Linked DNA regions of Danio rerio: region 2 is linked to region 1. A link is a contact called in public Hi-C data. All regions are on one chromosome and are shown on one strand. The core of a region is the stretch at or near the end of the contact, and the rest is flanking DNA. Distances in the headings are between cores, read along the strand shown. Region 1 holds the start of sfmbt1 (Scm like with four mbt domains 1). Region 2 holds the start of dido1 (death inducer-obliterator 1).

Region 1 (4,267 bases), core at 894-3,393:
CTCCACACAGAAACGCCAACTGAGCCGAGGTTCGAACCAGCGACCTTCTTGCTGTGAGGCGACAGCGCTACCTACTGTGCCACTGCGATGTGAATTAATGGCGGAAGAAAGTAGTTCCTCGTACAAAAGGGGGTTGGGAATTTCCATGTTTGACTTTCTGTTTTATACACACAATTATGCCATCGAACTATTGTATAAGCACTATGTCACAACAGTAGCAGTGCGATATGCTGTATATTGTCACTGTGGGACACTAAGGCACTCGGCCTACTGCCTTAAGCCAACGCATGCCTCCCACTAGTGCCAAAATACAGCCATATTGCACTGCTACTTGTGTGATATTGTGGTTATATAACCAACATTTTAAAAATATACTTCAAAACACACTTTTTTTCTATAATACATTTTTGGCCATTTTGTTGTTTTTTTTTGTTGTGTATTTTTACATTTGGAAGAAAAGCTAAACGATGAACATACAAAAGCTCATAAGGACATGCCGGGAACCTCTTGTCTGCCAGCTGCAGCTATCATCCAAAAATGACAGCTCTATTTTGTAGTTGTAGCTGAGAACTTGTACAGATTGACATAAGATATATTGAGCATTGTTTTAAAATGAATGAATGAATGAATGAATGTTATTTACTTTGGATGTCCATCCCATCCACATTTGGTTGTATGGTTAAATGAAGGTTATATGAAGGTTAAAATATATAAACACACAGACACACACACACATAATTATTTACATATAAGGTTAATTCTTCAACTACAGGCACTTTTATGTCCTTTGATCATATCCATAAAAGTGTATAATTTTGTTAAAATTCCTCTTCCTTTGTCAAACTAACAATAAAACCTACTTATTATTTTTTTTACTAGATTTCTATTATATTTTTTTCATATTAATCAACGTTTTCTTCTTGTCGCACACCCAGAGTTTTAAACTTTAACAATGAAAATAACATTTTAAAAGATTATTTATCTGGTATCTATTAATGTATCTGAATGAAGCACTAGTGAAATAATTTCAATATTTTTTAGTTATTAATGTGAGACTATTATCAATATTATGTTTTATCCGAAATATAGCTGTTGCACAGTATCAGAGTCATTTCCACCACAACACTGTAATGTTGCTTTAAAAGTTTGTGTGAAAGATTATTTAGGTGGTTTCTATGAAATTGAATAGTGCCATCTGAGAACATGTTCAAGATGAAGGGAATTTAAATTTTTATCAACAACACTTGAAGAAAAATCAAGATAAATGTTGCTTAAATACATTTATTCTACGTCATTTCCAAACATGCTCTACCTTCAAAGATGTTTTTAAAAACCAAACAAAATGAAGGTAAATAAGAGTGTTTCGTTTACATGAAAGGCTAGTAAAGCTAGTTGGTGAAGCTATTTTTCATTTTTTCACAATAAACTGTTCAAATGTCATTTCCACCACAGTCATTTCCATCACCACACACGCTGTTACAAAAATTTAAAAAGTTTTCATCATACATTAAAAGTGTATTCACAATTTATATAGTCCATGCTCTATTTAATATACAAATTGAGTTTATTTATTTTCTAATAAGCTCTTTACCAAATTAATATTAAATGTTATTGTGACAGGTGTACATTTCAGCAAACAACTAATTTATTTAATTGACATGTTGTATAAAGATGTATAATTATTATATGTATTGTGGAAAGATTGGTTAAACTAGATACAAAAATGATCTTAGACAATGTTTGACTGTTAAAATTTCATTTTGAAATACAAGTATATATTGAGATGTGGTGGAATTGACATTTGTTCAGTTCATGATGGAAAAAAAATGTTTCTCTTCTTATCTTAGTTTGTTACAGATCTTAAAACTAGACAAATTGTTTAAACTAATGAGGCTACGTTACGTTCATTTTGAACAAGTTTTTTTTTACTCACCTTCACAAGGCTAAAAGTGCCCGTAGTTGAAGAATGGCCCATAAATATATACACATACACACGTCTAAATAGGCCTACATACATCTAAAGCAAAGAAAATATAAACAGCTCTATTATTTCTGTGTAGGAAATGCCACAATAAAAATGGTAAACCCGCCTCTGTCAGTCAAAATAGATCCTATATTAATTTAGGCGCATAAAATGACGTTACATCTCTGAGGCGTTTGCTGAGTGTATCTGTATTTACTGCTGAGCTGTTGTCATTCCAGTCCATCACAGCCGCTTAAACTAATTCAAAAAGATTAAACACCACTGCCATCTAGCGGATATGAGTTTACACTGCAAGTTAAGCCTCTCTTGACCTAAAGATCCCGGAGCATTTCAACTAATTCAAGTCCACCGGAAATATACGTAACTATAACTCACTTGCGTTGTTGTTTAAGGGTGAAATTAGGGAATAAATAAGTTGTTCGTGTATTTTATATTAAAGCGCCAGCTGTAAAGGAGAGTGTAAACTGCGTTGATTTGATGCGAACAGTTTTACATGGCGGGTGTAAACAGTCACATGACCAGAGCTGGGAAATTTCAGTTTGTCCATGTGAAAGATGTGTGCGTCACGTAAAACACGTCGGTTTAAATGCGTAACTGTCGTATTTAGTGCAGATTTTGTTTAAAATGTCTATTACTAATGCTTAAATTTAACTTTCTTTTGTATAGTCGTGTTCACAGTGCGTGTAAACATTTCAGTGGTCACGTTTGAACAGAAGTAAACCATTGTGAACACTGATATATTTAACAAATATACATTTGGATATCCTTCTCCTTTTTCCACCAATTTTCAGAATAATCAGTGATTGAGAATAATCTTGCTACATTTTTAAATTTTGGCTAGGTGTCATTCAATATGTTTATGCTAACTTGAAATCATTGATTAAAGTTGATTCTCGAGATTAACTACTTCCTTTATGACATGGACTATCACATTTACAATAGGTTACACATCTGACATTCAAAGGCTTTGCCTGCCCTGTCATGGTATTATTTTTGCCTACTATTCTATCAGATTAATATTAATAAACTACGATGTAACTGGCCTAAAAAAGTAATATATAGAGAAATGGAATAACCCTTGTATCTTTTGGTAGAGTTACAATTTTATTATAACTTGATTTTACTAATTTGATTTCAGTTTACTGACTATGATATATGGTGTGTATTGCACTGTAAGTGTATATTGTACAATTAAAAAAAATAAAAATGTATACTGTTAAACTTGTTACAACTTCCTGCCCAGGGACTACAGATGTAAATTAGCTTTATAGCTAACTCTGATACAACATGTCATGTTGTACATTGTCCCTATATAAACTAACTAACTAACTAACTAACTAACTAACTAACTAACTAACTAACTAACTAAATAAATAAATAAATAAATAAATAAATAATTAAATAATTAAATAAATAAATAATTCATTTGTAGCCTAAATCTGTCAAAAAAGTTTGGACTCAATAAAATTTGTATTTTGAAGTAAATATATTCAATGCCAGCGATGCGGTGGCGCAGTGGGTCACCCAGAAGGACACTGGTTTGAGCATCGGTTGGGTCAGTTGGCATTTCTGTGTGGAGTTTGCATGTTCTCCCTGTGTTGCCATGGGTTTCCTCCGGGTGCTTCTGTTTCCCATACACGTCCAAAGAAATGCTGTAGGTGAATTGGGTAAGCTAAATTGTCCATAGTGTATGTGTGTGATTAAATGTGTATGGATGTTTCCCAGTGATGGGTTGCAGCTGGAAGGACATCCGGTGCGTTTGTAAATTCTTTTTATGTGTGTAAATTTGTCTTTATTTATTATGTAAATAAAAACACGCATGGATGCATATATTTGAGAAAATATTTATTTATATTTATTTAAAATATACATGTATATGACACAAATTAGGGGCAACACATTGGTGTTGCATTTTCTCCCTGTGTTCGTGTGGGTTTTCTCTGGGTGTTCCTGTTTCCTCCACAAGTCCAAAAACATATGGTACAGATGAACTGGGTAAGCTAAATCGTTCATAGTGTATAAGTGTGTATGGGTTTTCCCAGTGATGGGTTGCAGCTGGAAGGGCATCAGCTGCGTAAAACAAGTTTATTCCGCTGTGGATTATTAAAGGGACTAAGCTGAAAAGAAAATGAATGAATGAATGATACAAATAATCAAATATAATCAAGTAATCAAATATACATAATAAATGAAACACACACACACACACATATATTATTTAACTTTTATTTGAATGTGATTAATCCCAATTAATCTTTGCCCAACACTAATATAAATGCATTA
Region 2 (4,267 bases), core at 1,032-3,531, 220 kb before region 1:
GCTGTGGCGACCCCGGATTAATAAAGGGACTAAGCCGACAAGAAAATGAATGAATGAATGAATATTTTAGAAATGTTGGAACCCAGTAGTTGGCTAACCATTGACTGTCGTAGCCAGTTTGTTTTTCCTAACATGGTAGTCAATGTTAACAGTTTCTGACATTCTTCAAAAGCTTTTGGAACCAACAGAGGGTGAACTGTACAGAGCTGTAGCTGCTTTACTGGGCCTACTACACTACTGTATTTCAATACTGCTTATTTTTGTAGTACTTGGAGAGAGCATTTTTTTCTGAGGTGGTAATTAATGAAAAGAATTTGAGAACCACTGCCTTAGACTCTTTCTGTGCATTTTTAAAAAATGTCTATGATTGAGATGTCAGCTATGCCCAGATCTCTTAATTTTTTTAAAACTAGTTTCCCTCTCTTTTATATGTTGTACACTTAATAAATACATGTTCAATGGTTTCAATTTTTCCACAATGACTGCAGCATTCTGTTTCCTTTTTCCCTATCTTGTACAGTGAGCTGTTTAAATTGGTGTGACCCATTTGGAGTCTGGTTATGTCTTCCTTCCTGTTCCTTTATGCTTTCTTTTCTTTCCCCACTTCAGCTTGTATGCTATACAGATGTCTTGCTTTTGATTCTGAATCCCAGTCCTCTTGCCAAAGATTAATAACTGAATTATTTATAATATATTTTATTTCTGTTTTACATCCTTCTTCTGCTTTCTTCTACTTCTTCTTCGTCTAGTGTTTTATGGCAGTTTGGCAAACCAAAGAATAGGCGCATTACCTCCACCTACTGGAGTGCTCCTCTGGAGTGTGAATTGTGCATACTAAGGTAGAAAGAAAACACTAGCTTAAACTTTATATATATATATATATATATATATATATATATATATATATATATATATATATATATATATATATATATATATATATATATATATATATATATATATATATAATAAATATATAATAATAAAATATTAATAAAAATCTAATTCTATGCATTATTCCTATGTTAAATATTTCATTTACATTTCTTGAATTCTTGATTGTAAGCCCATTTCCTAGCAAGACTTTTAAAGAAAACACCTCACCTTCCAGCCGCCCTAATTCTTGGATCAACTTAAACCTTATAAGCAGAGCATTCTAAAATTAAATTATATGATTAACTGTTTCCAGTTTTATGCAATTATCACACTTCCCTGATTCATGCTTTCCTATTTTATACAGGCTGCAATTTAATGATGTATGACCAATTCTTAATCTTGTAAAGATGACATCTTTCTTTTCTTATTTTTTATTATAACACTTTAACAGTACAAAAAAATATGCCAGGGGGCAAAAACAGTCAAATACAAATATACAAAATTTACATATGTAATAATTAAATAAATACATTATAGAGTTCACAAAGTTTAAAGTGTGTGGGGCTTTCTTATTTAGAGAGTCTTTGATACTACTAATATATAAGCATAATTCGGTCATCAACACCTTAAAGTTCTGTTTCCTGTTAGTAATTTTACATTTATGAATGTAAAATTTTGTTAGCAAAATAATTAAATTAATTAAATAAAAAAAAAATTTCCTTTTGATTAGGGTACATAGAAATGCCAAAGGTACATTTTTCACAGCAATGGCAGAGGACAATGCATCAAAAGCATGGACTTGATGCCTCTAAATAACATATGGACCCCTGAAGGAATTGAACAAATAACAGTTGAAAACTCTTGTTGGGTAATTGAGATTTTGTAATAATAAGTGAGGAATTCATTGTAAGAAAAGAGTACACCTTCTTTATTATATAACTGACTAACTACATACATTTTTTTTCAAACCACTTATTGAAAAAAATAGATTTGCGCTTGTGTAAAATGTGTCTATCATTCCAAATGAAATAGCGATGTGGGGAGAAATCATGCTTATATTTTAATGACCATGATAGGAGCACTTGTCTGTGGAAGGCAGATAATTAAACTGTGATTTTGTCTATATTATAATTGCACATCCGTAGATGTCTTCCTTTATTTTTTCAGTCTTCTTTTATTTTTTCAGACACTTGCCGGAAGTGGTTAGATATTAGACTGAAAACTAGAGGGCGCACTTCTGCACCTCTGTATGGTGCATTTTCACCTCCACGACACCGTGTCGCTGTCCGACATCGTGCTTTAACTTCAAGCTCAATGTGGCTTCGCCTCATGCTATCTGTTCTGGACTATCTCTTTCGCACTACAGGCGAAAGCGAATACTGCATGTGCCACCATCATCAACAAGAAAAGAAAATGGAGGTCATACCGTTGCACTGACTGCAGGCTGAACGATACCAATGTTAACAAGTGAGTATAAAGTTGTAGTTGTGATGAATACTAATACATACTATTGCCCCATGTGTATGTGCTAAATGAATACATTAAACGCCGTTTGTCAGATTTATAGCAGTGAAACGCGCGTTACAGTAATGGCGCCACGAGCCTCCATGTTTATTTGATGCGATACGATAAGAAAGATTATTCCAGGTGGAGTTCAACAACCAAGTAAACCGCACACTCTTTGCTTTTTTTGGGCTGTTAATAAAGCACAAGTTATGTTTTTACACTAAATGAGTTACTTGTTTTAGTATAGTGTTTAAATGCGTGGAAGTCGCTTTTCTATAGTTTGATTGTAACGTTGGCTTATTCTCTGAACCACTAATAGATTGCTGTGTGTCTGATTGCATTATTTGCGTCGTTTTTAAATGTTAATAATACTATTTTTTTAATGCAATCTTGTTTTGATTTGAGGCGTATCGACAAAGTGGGTGTGTGCGCTCTGATTTCATGCGAACGTTAAACGTGTGTTTATGTTTGTTGTTGGTCTGCTTAACACAAATTATTTAGGGTTTTGCAATTGTTTAGCTGTGTATTTTTTTGCATGAATTGAATGTTTTGGGAAAAATTGGTCTCTGCAAAAAAAGAATGTGCATATTTTATTTGTTAAATACATTTTAAACTTCTTCCGCGTGTTTTGTATAAATAAGAACTCTCTTAATTATATTGGCATTAAACGATATATATTACGTGCAGACTGTTCTCACGTGGCTTGTATCCGTGACCGAAACCCATAACTTGGGCTACTCCGTAGCCTGCCTATATATTATGATTTACGTAACAAGCTAGTCTTTTTGAGTCCGATAATTACTAATTTGTATGTATAACTTTATTTTTACGGCGGATGGACGCGCAAAATAGCATGACGTTATACGCATAGTAAACACGCACTAATAACAGAAATATGAACTTGCATATGGTTTACGAGGAACGCCATGTTATATGAACCACGTGATTACATCGAAGAAGAGCCTCGGATGGGATTGGTTCTTTGAAACTCACTGCTCGAATTAACCGATTCCCGGATTAGTTAGATTTCGCACAGCTACTACAAGATGTAGTGCTAAAATAGTTATATTTCATTACTTTGACGTCATCTCCACGATTTACTCAAACGAGTACAGAGAACAAAACTGAAAAAATGATTTCTTGTTTTGTGTAAGAGACTGCGCACAAACGGGACGGCGAAATGGAGGTCGCGCGCTAGCTATTAGCTAAAGCTAACGGGCAAGTAATTTATGTCGATATTTAATCACGAAAGCTGTCGCTTTGTCTCATTTGGTCGTTTATATGTATTATGGGCATGCTAATTTCGCGACGGTCAGTTTTATTTGCACAATGTTACGTGAGTTACTATGACAGTGGGCGGCCACACCAACGCACACCAATGTTTTATTTAACGTTATATTAAAACGGTTAACGTTAATGTTACATGCAGGATTTGTGCTTCGAGTGCTTCTGAGAGTGGAATACCTTAATTTGTATAAAAAGGACTTTATTGAAAGGTTGATTTTAATGAATATCAGACACGTTTAATATCTGGGCCTTGAACACGTTTTAAAATGTAACGTTTTACAGAAGCAAATTTCTTCCATATCTCAGTTGCATTGTTTTGTGAAATCTGAGTGACACCAAACGTTTTAAATGTGCAATGATTTGTCTTATATTACGTATTTAGTTAATGTATCAGAGGAATGATGGCATTTGTAATAGATTAGCACTTGTCTGTATGAGCAGTTTTGAACTTGTTTGTTTTAATGAAAAACATGGTGCCTCTTTTACAATATCTGTAATAGTAATTTTGAAAGTTTTAAGATTGGGATCTGCTTGAGTTATCCTGTATTTAGTGCTTTGGTTGATCAATATATAATTTTGTTAGCTCACAGTTTTGTGG

What was found. Hi-C and Micro-C count contacts between places; a contact is called where the count stands out from the background.
Region 2: a contact with region 1 is called in a Hi-C map of hematopoietic stem cells, with 2.5 times the contacts expected there. The contact joins the promoter of dido1 here to the promoter of sfmbt1 in region 1. A contact is called at or near these places in 2 of 18 Hi-C or Micro-C datasets (hematopoietic stem cells and an unstated tissue).

Annotation. Positions count from the first base shown.
Region 1 is chr11:20,430,780-20,435,046 of GRCz12tu, reverse strand. sfmbt1 (Scm like with four mbt domains 1) reads left to right here and starts at 2,143. Exons shown (of 21, transcript XM_073916657.1): 1 at 2,143-2,344.
Region 2 is chr11:20,647,998-20,652,264 of GRCz12tu, reverse strand. dido1 (death inducer-obliterator 1) reads left to right here and starts at 2,281. Exons shown (of 6, transcript NM_001079955.1): 1 at 2,281-2,343.